Linked DNA regions of Sus scrofa: region 1 is linked to region 2. The links are chromatin contacts, called in public Hi-C maps. All regions are on one chromosome and are shown on one strand. Each heading gives the region's core, a stretch centred on a gene start, on an enhancer-like site or on the middle of the called end of the contact. The rest is flanking DNA. Distances are from core to core; before and after follow the strand shown.

Region 1 (4,490 bases), core at 1,580-4,079, 88 kb before region 2:
GGAGTTCAGAGATGCCATAAGTCAGCAAAACAGAAAAACTCATTTTACAGAGGTTTTCAATGAAGTGTTGCAAGTAAAACAATTACTGGAGATTTCTCTGAGTTTCTCTGAAATGCTTAATTTAATAGGGCAACTCATCGGTATTCAAAAAGTCATCAGTGTTTCTCATTTAATTACTTCGTGCAAAACAGAGCAAGATATATAGTCCCTTTTCTCAAGGAACTCAGAGTCTAATGGGGAGGTAGAGCATGGGGAGGAACAATTGAAATGTCAGGTGTGATTGAGAGACAGCAACGTGAGAGAATGAATGAATATGAACCAAAGACGCAGAGGTAATGCAGTAGAATTCATTCTTAAGGAGAGGCAGAGGGTGTTCTTTGAAGGGGAGATTTTATTGCATTTGAGTTGAACCATAAAATGGTAACTTTTGACAAGTGATAGTGACTAAAATGATAAAGAAGGAAAAAAGGGGGAGTTCTTGGCTCAGTGGTAGCTAACCCGACTGGTATCCATAAGGATGAGGGTTCTATCCCTGGCCTCGCTCAATGCATTAAGGATCTGGCGTTGCTGTGAGCTGTGGTGTAAGTCGCAGACAAGGCTTGGATCCTGATTGCTGTGGCTGTGGTGTAGGCCCGCAGCTGCAACTCCAATTAGACCTCTCACCTGGAAACTTCCATATGCTGCAGGTGCCCTCTCCCCCCAAAAAAAGACAAGAAGGGAGGTGGGTTGGGAGAGAAATTCCAGGCAGAGGACAAAGTGTGGTGGGTAAAGAATCAGAGAAAGTTTTCCTAGGGGTTTTGAAGAGCTAGATCCCAGAGGAGTGTGTGAGAAAATAGGACAGGTGATACTTTTTGCTAAGATTAGTGTAGACTTTACATTTGAATGCCCTTCACTTGGGAAATACAAAGAGTGAAACTCCTTACACTTTGCTTCTTGAGTTGACTCTGCTCTGAGGCTGAACTGAAAGGGACTAGATTTTATCAGGGCAAAACAAGAAAGAGGCAATAAAAATAGTTCTTATCTGGGAATAGTGCCCCCATATTTGTAGCCTAAACCAAAGGCTGTTGGTAGAAGAATTTCTGGCCAGACACAGATGTCATCTGACTCCTCTCAAGAGTTTAGAACATGGCAAACCAAAGCCAGTCTTTGAGATAAGCTATTTAACTGCAAAGAAAAGGTTCACTCTATTTTGGATGTTAAATCTTTCTAAATTAGATTATGTATTTCCTTACTTGATTAAACATAGGACTCTAAGAATAATTTAGTTGATCTTAATGATGCAGAATCATCATTATGGACATTAATTATTATGCCAGATCACATAGAGTGAGACCTTTGGAGTTTAAAGTGTGTCAGACTTTTTGACCCTGATTAATGGTACCAACTACATGTTCAAGTTTTTAAAAATTATTATTTTGCTTTTTAGGGCCACACCTGTGGCATATGGAGGTTCCCAGGTTAGGGGTACAGTTGGAGCTACACTGATGGCCTACACTGCAGCCACAGCAATGCCAGATCTGAGCTGCGGCTGCGATCTACACCCTAGCTCACAGCAACACCAGATCCGTGACCCACTGAGCAAGGCCAAGGAGCGAATCCACATCCTCATGGCTCCTAATCCAGTTTGTTAACCGCTGAGCCACTATAGGAACTCCTAAAAATTATTATTAGTTGTTCTTTTATTGCCTTTCTGCTCCCAGCTCCTCATATAAGCAGTTAGAAAGCTCGTTTCTAATCTTCCAATGGTCATTGTTGGGCTTTTCTCCAAAGGAAAGCAAAGGGTCTTTATTGTCATGGTTTGTATTTCAGAGGCTCTAATGGAGGTAAAAGTTGTTTCTGTTATGGGTAATTAATAATGGAAAAATTAATTGGTGCTCTTCTCTAAGACGGGCTTTGGCCTTAGCCCTTTCCCTAGTTACTAGCTAGCTTTTTGGCATCACTTAACTTTCCTCTAATTTCCACATTGAAAAAAGAGAGAAGGGAGTCCCAATTGTGGCTCAGCAGGCTGCAAACATGGCTAGTATCCATGAGGATGCGGGTTCAGTCCTGGCCTCATTCAGTGGGTTAAGGATCTGGTGCCTCCTCAAGCTGTGGCATAGGTTGCAGACATGGCTTGGATCCTGTGTTGCTGTGGAGGTTGTGTACGCCAGCAGCTGTGGATCTGATTAGACCCCTAGCCTGGGAACTTCCATATGCTGTGGGTCCAGCCCTAAAACGTGGAAAAACAATTGTTTTGAAAATGTTTTCTCTAAAGTCCCAGAATGATAGATGCATTATGGATGCAGGAGTTGGACTGTATTTACAATTGCTCACTTGCAAGCTTGGCACGTTACTTGGGCAAGTTGTTTAAGGTCTATGCCTCCTTCTGTTTCTTTTCCATTTTGGTGGATAATAATATTGGTCTCACTGTGGAGTGTGGTGCCTGGAACCCAGGGAAGAATGCTTGTTAGTGCCTCTTCCCTTTCTTCAATTGCATTCTTTTCAGCAAAATCAAGTGCCTAAGAGGTCATACAATTCCCCAGGCTATTTGAAAGTCTTCAAGTGTTATTAGCCCAATAGGCCACTGGATGTCACACTTGATCTAAGCTACCACATACACCTTGCCCAGTGCACTTTGGCTTGGACAGTCTTCGGCTTTTAGAGCCGAAGTGGATGTTAATGATCTTTGACTCAGAGTTAGAGCCAGAGTCTGAAAACTGCAGGCCACAGCCAAGTTTGTTTGGAGCACGTTTTCTTTTGTTTCATTTTAATGGAATTTGAATGCATTCAGGCAGAGGGTGGAGTGTGTGCCCCTCTAGAGTCCTGCTTGGGCCCTTCACTCAGCAGGATGCCCACCTGGCACTCAGGACAATGGAGTGGAGAACGCCTGGTCTCCTTTTATAGAGGCAACTGACCACCCAGACACCTTACCTGTTTGACCAAGGACACAGGTGAAGTTGGCAGCAAATCTGGGTCTAGAACTTGGGTCACTTGACTCCCTGCTTGGTCCCTGTCATTGAGCCAAGTATGCTAGAGACACATCAAGATAATGGCCCTTTAGGAAATTTCTACTTTACAGAAACAGATGCGAAGAACACTTATCTGGCTCCAACTCTCTCCTAAACTCTGTTCAATTGCAAGCCTTGAATATTTTGACTTCCACAACAGCCCTAGAGTCAGAGTTTTAACTCATGAATGTTTTATCTTGAGAATTTGCTTGGGGGGTGGTGGTTATTGAGACTGTGGTCGGACACTGGAACATGTTTCCCAAAGCACTTAGCAGAGACACATTAGGCTAACAATAAAGTCCACAACCTCTAACAGGAAATCGGGAAGACAAGCCAAGGGTCATGATTTATCCCAGCTCTTATCAGAAAAAGCAAGCCAAGAGAGCTCACCCTGAGTACTAATAAGTTATAATGTAACCACACACACACACACAAACATGCACACACGTGGGAGTTTAAATTTTTGTAACTACCAGATGGAGGATATAAACTAATATTGCTCACATGCTATTCACCACCTTTGGAAAAACCAGATCAGAGAGGGTAATTATCTCTCAAATTTAGATTTCCCTGGTTGTGTTCTCACTGAAACAGCAGAAGATTACTTCTGGGTTGATATCAGCAGGATTGCAGGCCTGCAGGAGATACCAAGATAAGAATAAATCAGGTTTCCCTTGAATATTTTTTTTACTGTCTCGGGCACTTGTTCTGAGATCCTTCGCAGTTTGGAGCCGGTGTGGTCCCGTCCTGGGACCGAAAGGGTGAGCATGCCTATCTTTTCAGTTGGTAAGGATCTTGAAGGTTTTTAAGGAAGCTCACTGGCCAAGTCTACTTTGAAAAACCTGGATGTTAGAGATCAAAAATAATCGCATAGGAGTTCCCATTGCAGCTCAGAGGAAACGAATCTGACTAGCATCCATGAGGACACAGGTTCGATCCCTGGCCTCTCTCAGTGGGTTAAGAATCTGATGTTGCCATGAGCTGTGGTGTAGGTCACAGATGCAGCTCGGATTCAGTGTTGCTGTGGCTGTGGTATAGGCCAGCGGCTAAAGCTCTGATTCAACCCCTAGCCCGAGAACCTCCATATGACGCAGGTGAGGCCCTAAGAAAACAAAAAAAAAAAAAAAGAAAAATAGTAGCATAGCCTGTTAGAAGTGGAAGAAATGTTGAAGAGCATCAAGTCCAACCATGTGCACATCACAGAACCAGAAATGGGAGCCCAAGGGTGACAGAGTACTTGATGTTTACACAGCAATGTAGCTGTACCAGTACTTTTTTCCTTCTGTCACATGCTTTTTTGGACCCAGACAGATCATCAAAATCCTCATCTTTCTGATTTCTTTAATTACCCTGCTTGCTTTTAGTATTTAATAATTTTTTATTGATGTCTTATTTACATATAATAAGCTACACATAAAAAATTGTACAATATGATACATGTTGCTATATATACTCACAAAGTCATCACTGCATTGGATCCACCACCCTCTGAAGTTTCCAGCT
Region 2 (4,101 bases), core at 550-3,049:
ATTATTACTCAAAACACTTACATAGTAAGAGACTTGTTTTTAACTTGTCCAAACACCATTTCCTCAACTTACTTGACAACAGAGTCCTCCCCACCCCTTTTTTTTCTGAGCCACATATATTCATATCCACAGTTTAGGAAACTTTGTATTTGAAATGACCAGACCAACTTGGTGTTAGCTCAGTTGCAAATAATAACTAAATACTCATTGTTTTCATATCCATTATGTAATTTTATATTTGCCCATAACAACTAATTTCTTTTCTTGACAATGATCTTTCCCCTTCTCTTATACTTGATAAATAATAAATCAGTAAACAGTAATAAAACACAGCAGTAAAATGTGAGAATTGTCTCAAATGGGCAATATCCACACTCTTCCAGAAAATATGACCCTTAAAAATTACCCTGTAAGTTATTCATTTATTACCTGTATTTAGCAGAGAAAAGCTTCAGCACTTTGGAAAGTGATTTCACTTTTATCTCCAGAACTATGCTCCTATTATATGCATCTCAGTACCTATTATTAAAGAATGTTGCAGACCAGATGAGCACATCTTTGATGCTCCTAAATTATAACTAGAGTTAAATTTGCCAATGCACATTTTGCAAAACATCCATCCTGCATAATGCACAAATAGGGCTGTTCATCATCATCTTGAAGATACAAAATATAGATTTGAAAAGTCCTATAGGAAAGAAACTTCTTGGACTTGGAACCCATTCCCCTTGGAACTTAACTTTGGTAATCATAGAACAAAAGTATTTCAATCAGTATTTAAGAGATTTCTGAGAGGCATGGAATATTCCTGATAAGGGCCGTAATAGGTTTCTTTTTTTTTTTTAACATAAAATACTATCATATTCTGATAATCCTTTTGGAGTAAACAAAGTGATTGCGTGAAATATAGCCACTGCACCACATTCTCCCAAACCATCCTGATAGGAAAAGTTCTAATAATTAGCCAGGTTGAGATTTAATATACTCAAAGCCAATCACTTTTCATGACTTTTTTTGTTTTGTTTTTTGCTAGAATGATAAGTGAGTGAACCAGGGCATTCCTTTTGTTAGTGTAATAATGGCAGAGGAGCTTAGCAAGAATTCACCAAGGTATTTTTTCGTTTTCTTTTTTTGTGTTTTTGGTGGTAGTATAGGATAAAGGAGGAGAGGGAAGGGGATAATTAAATATAAAAAGTCTAAAGTATGATAGAAATTATGACCCACACAGAGAATTCAGAATCTGTCAGTGATGTTAATGCTATGTCTCTTGTTAATTACAGTTTTGTTTTTTTTTTTTTTTTTGCGTTTCCTGGGATCCTAGGACCAGGACAGGCAGTCAACCACAACTCTCCCTGCTGCCTGGCTATTGCTAAATACATTTCTTAGAAACATTAACCTTGCTTTTGAACCTGAAGTGGTAAATGTACATTTTTTTTTTTTTTAGCCTCAGAAATTGATGAAATCAAAAAGCAAAATATGGCTGCCGTCTCGTTTTGAGATTATATCATCATTCTAATATTTTCTTTTGTTTTCAGGTTTCTCTGTTTGTATAAAAACAAACTAGCAAAGTCCCTGAGTTCAGCTCTAGAGTGGGAGAAGGTAAAAGCTTTTTTCTTTGCATTCCCACTGATCCACACTGCACAGAGTTGAAATAGAAAAAGGAAACACGCAGACCATACCTGAGTGATTTCAGGGATCCCCACCCGGAAAAGGTTTCCTTGATTATGGCGAATTCAACGTGTCACTCTGGTTATGCTCTAATCATCATATCAAACTCCAAAGGTTCAGCGGCTTTAGGTTTGGTTTACAATTCCTGGGAGTTAAACTTTAACTCACCCTGTCTCTTGCATCCATGCAGCCCTTTGACCAGACAGTTGGGTCACGAAAACCCAAGCAGAATCTACAAAACTACTGTTGTCATTGGTTTACAATATTGTTTTGCATTAAAAATCATTGATGTGAAAAGCATTTTGATGCTGTCTTAAATGGCATATATTTAAAAAGTAGAACCCACTGTTACTTGAGTAACTAAGCTTTTCTTTATGCTCCCTTGTTTTCTGCTAGGCCAAAATGATATTAAGCCTAGGGGTACTTATGAGTGTTTTCTCCCTTTTTTCACACTTCTTTTATCTCTGTATTACATGGAATAAAGTGTGGAGTTTCAGGTCAAGTATGTAGATAAAAGCTGGCATACAAAAATAAAACACACAAAGCATTTATATAACCAAGTAAATAGGGTCAGATCAGCTTGGGGAAAGCAGCCTTTTTTTGAATTACCAGCTGCTCTTTCAGATTTTAAGAGGGAGTCATCACTGTGAAAACATCATCATCAGCTATGTACTGAGGTTGTATGAGAGCTGAGGCTATTGTTCATTACTTGAAGTTTCAGTGGCAGCTGTGTTTCTTGAAGAATAGAGAAATGTTATTATCCAAGATAGGAACTTATGTTCTAAATTGTCTGATGCAGTCAGACAATTGTCCAGTCTACAAAGGAAATATCTAAGGCTCAAAAAAGCTCACTTCAAAAAAAAAAAAAAAAAAAAAAAAAGTGAGTTCCCATTGTGGCTCAGCAGAAGTCAATCTGACTGGTATCCAGGAGGATACAGGTTCAATCCCTCACCTCGCTCAGTGGTTTAAGGATCCGACATTGCTGTGAGCTGTGGTGTAGGTCACAGACATGGCTTGGATTTGGCATTGCTGTGGCTGTGGTGTAGGCCAGTGGCTATAGCTCTGATTAGACCCCTCGCCTGGGAACCTCCATCTGCCATGGGTGTGGCCCTAAAAAGACAAAAAATAAATAAATAAATAAATAACCTAAAACCCTCCTAATTGTAAATTGTAAGGGTTTATATACTACAGGCCCCCACACTGAAATTTGAGGACACTTACATAGCTTCAGTTCTATTAAGGGAATCTAATTTTGTAGGAACCAACTCTTAAGAGAAGTACTTGTTCATTCTGTGCTTTTTTTTTTTTTTTTTTTTTGCCACACCCACAGTATGCAGAAGTTCCTAGGCCAGGGATCAAACCTGCACCACAGCGGTTGCAATGCTGGATCCTTAGCCCACTGAGCCACCAGGGAACTCTTCTGTGCTTTTTTTTAAAAAAAACAAAAAATTGTTCCATAATATGGACATAGAGGGAGATAAGTCAGTTGAGCATATCCAGGAATATCAAACATGTTGTCTGAATGCTAGTTCTGCCCACAGTTTGCAGTTCTCAAATATAAGGAAGCCTTGATTTACCTAAACTCTTCCCAAAGCAGTGCCTGACCAGATTTCACAAAGACACTCCCAGAACAACTGTTTTGCACTGGAGTTTTGCCTCTGGAGTGAGACCTAAAGGGAAGCATCTGTGCCCCTGCCAGCTGGACAGCTGTATGAAATACGCATCCCCCTACCATGGCCTTGAGTGGTTCCCCCTCTCCAGGCAGTATTCTTGGTTTTCTTAGTGAAAACTCAGTCTGTGCTAACATAGTTCACAAGTGTGTGGGGAATTCTTAGCTTGAGTTCACTTGGTCCTGCAGAGAGCTGTTGCATATTATAAGACTGTCAGGTCCTGGGAGGATTTTATTGGTTGTTACGTATGGTAGGTGCCTGGATGGTGAGAAGTAGAGACAAAGAAAAGAAAGTCCAGGTTTTTAGGTATCTAGTGGAACAGCAAAACATGACAGTTAAAGAAAGCATTATATTAACTAGTTATTATAAAAAAAATTATTCGCCCCCCCCCTTTTGCCTTTTTTTTTTAAATCAGGGGCACAGATGCAGCTGAGGCATGTGAAGGTTCCCAGGCTAGGGATCAAATTGGAGCTGTAGCTGCTGGCCTACACCACACCTCACGGCAATGCCGGATCCTCAACCCACTGATCGAGGCTAGGGATTGAACCTGCATCTTAATGGATGCTAGTCAGATTTGTTTCCACTGAGCCATAATGGGAAACTCCCTGTTTTTCGCTTTGAGGGGTCTTGACATTCAGCAGGGTAGAATTATAATTATGTTAACACAAAATACTTGGGAATAAGTTAAAATAGCCCTGAAATCTGCCAATTCAGGTAAAACAATTTATATATGACTCCTAAGAGCCAAAGGCAGTAATGATTT

The links. Hi-C and Micro-C count contacts between places; a contact is called where the count stands out from the background.
Region 1: a contact with region 2 is called in a Hi-C map of liver, with 2.7 times the contacts expected there. The contact joins the enhancer-like site here to the promoter of A1CF in region 2. A contact is called at or near these places in 1 of 5 promoter capture datasets (liver) and 9 of 47 Hi-C or Micro-C datasets (brain, embryonic fibroblasts, heart right ventricle and 2 more).

Annotation. Positions count from the first base shown.
Region 1 is chr14:98,994,655-98,999,144 of Sscrofa11.1, reverse strand. No RefSeq gene overlaps it. Among named protein-coding and RNA genes, the nearest start is that of A1CF, 88 kb to the right of the region's middle. Within about 2 kb of position 2,829, at least 9 of the 83 cell types and tissues checked have an H3K27ac peak or open chromatin away from gene starts, as enhancers often do. A contact at or near this core is called in liver, where this site is marked.
Region 2 is chr14:98,906,283-98,910,383 of Sscrofa11.1, reverse strand. It overlaps A1CF (APOBEC1 complementation factor), which reads right to left and starts at 1,799. Exons shown (of 13, transcript XM_021072461.1): 1 at 1,680-1,799.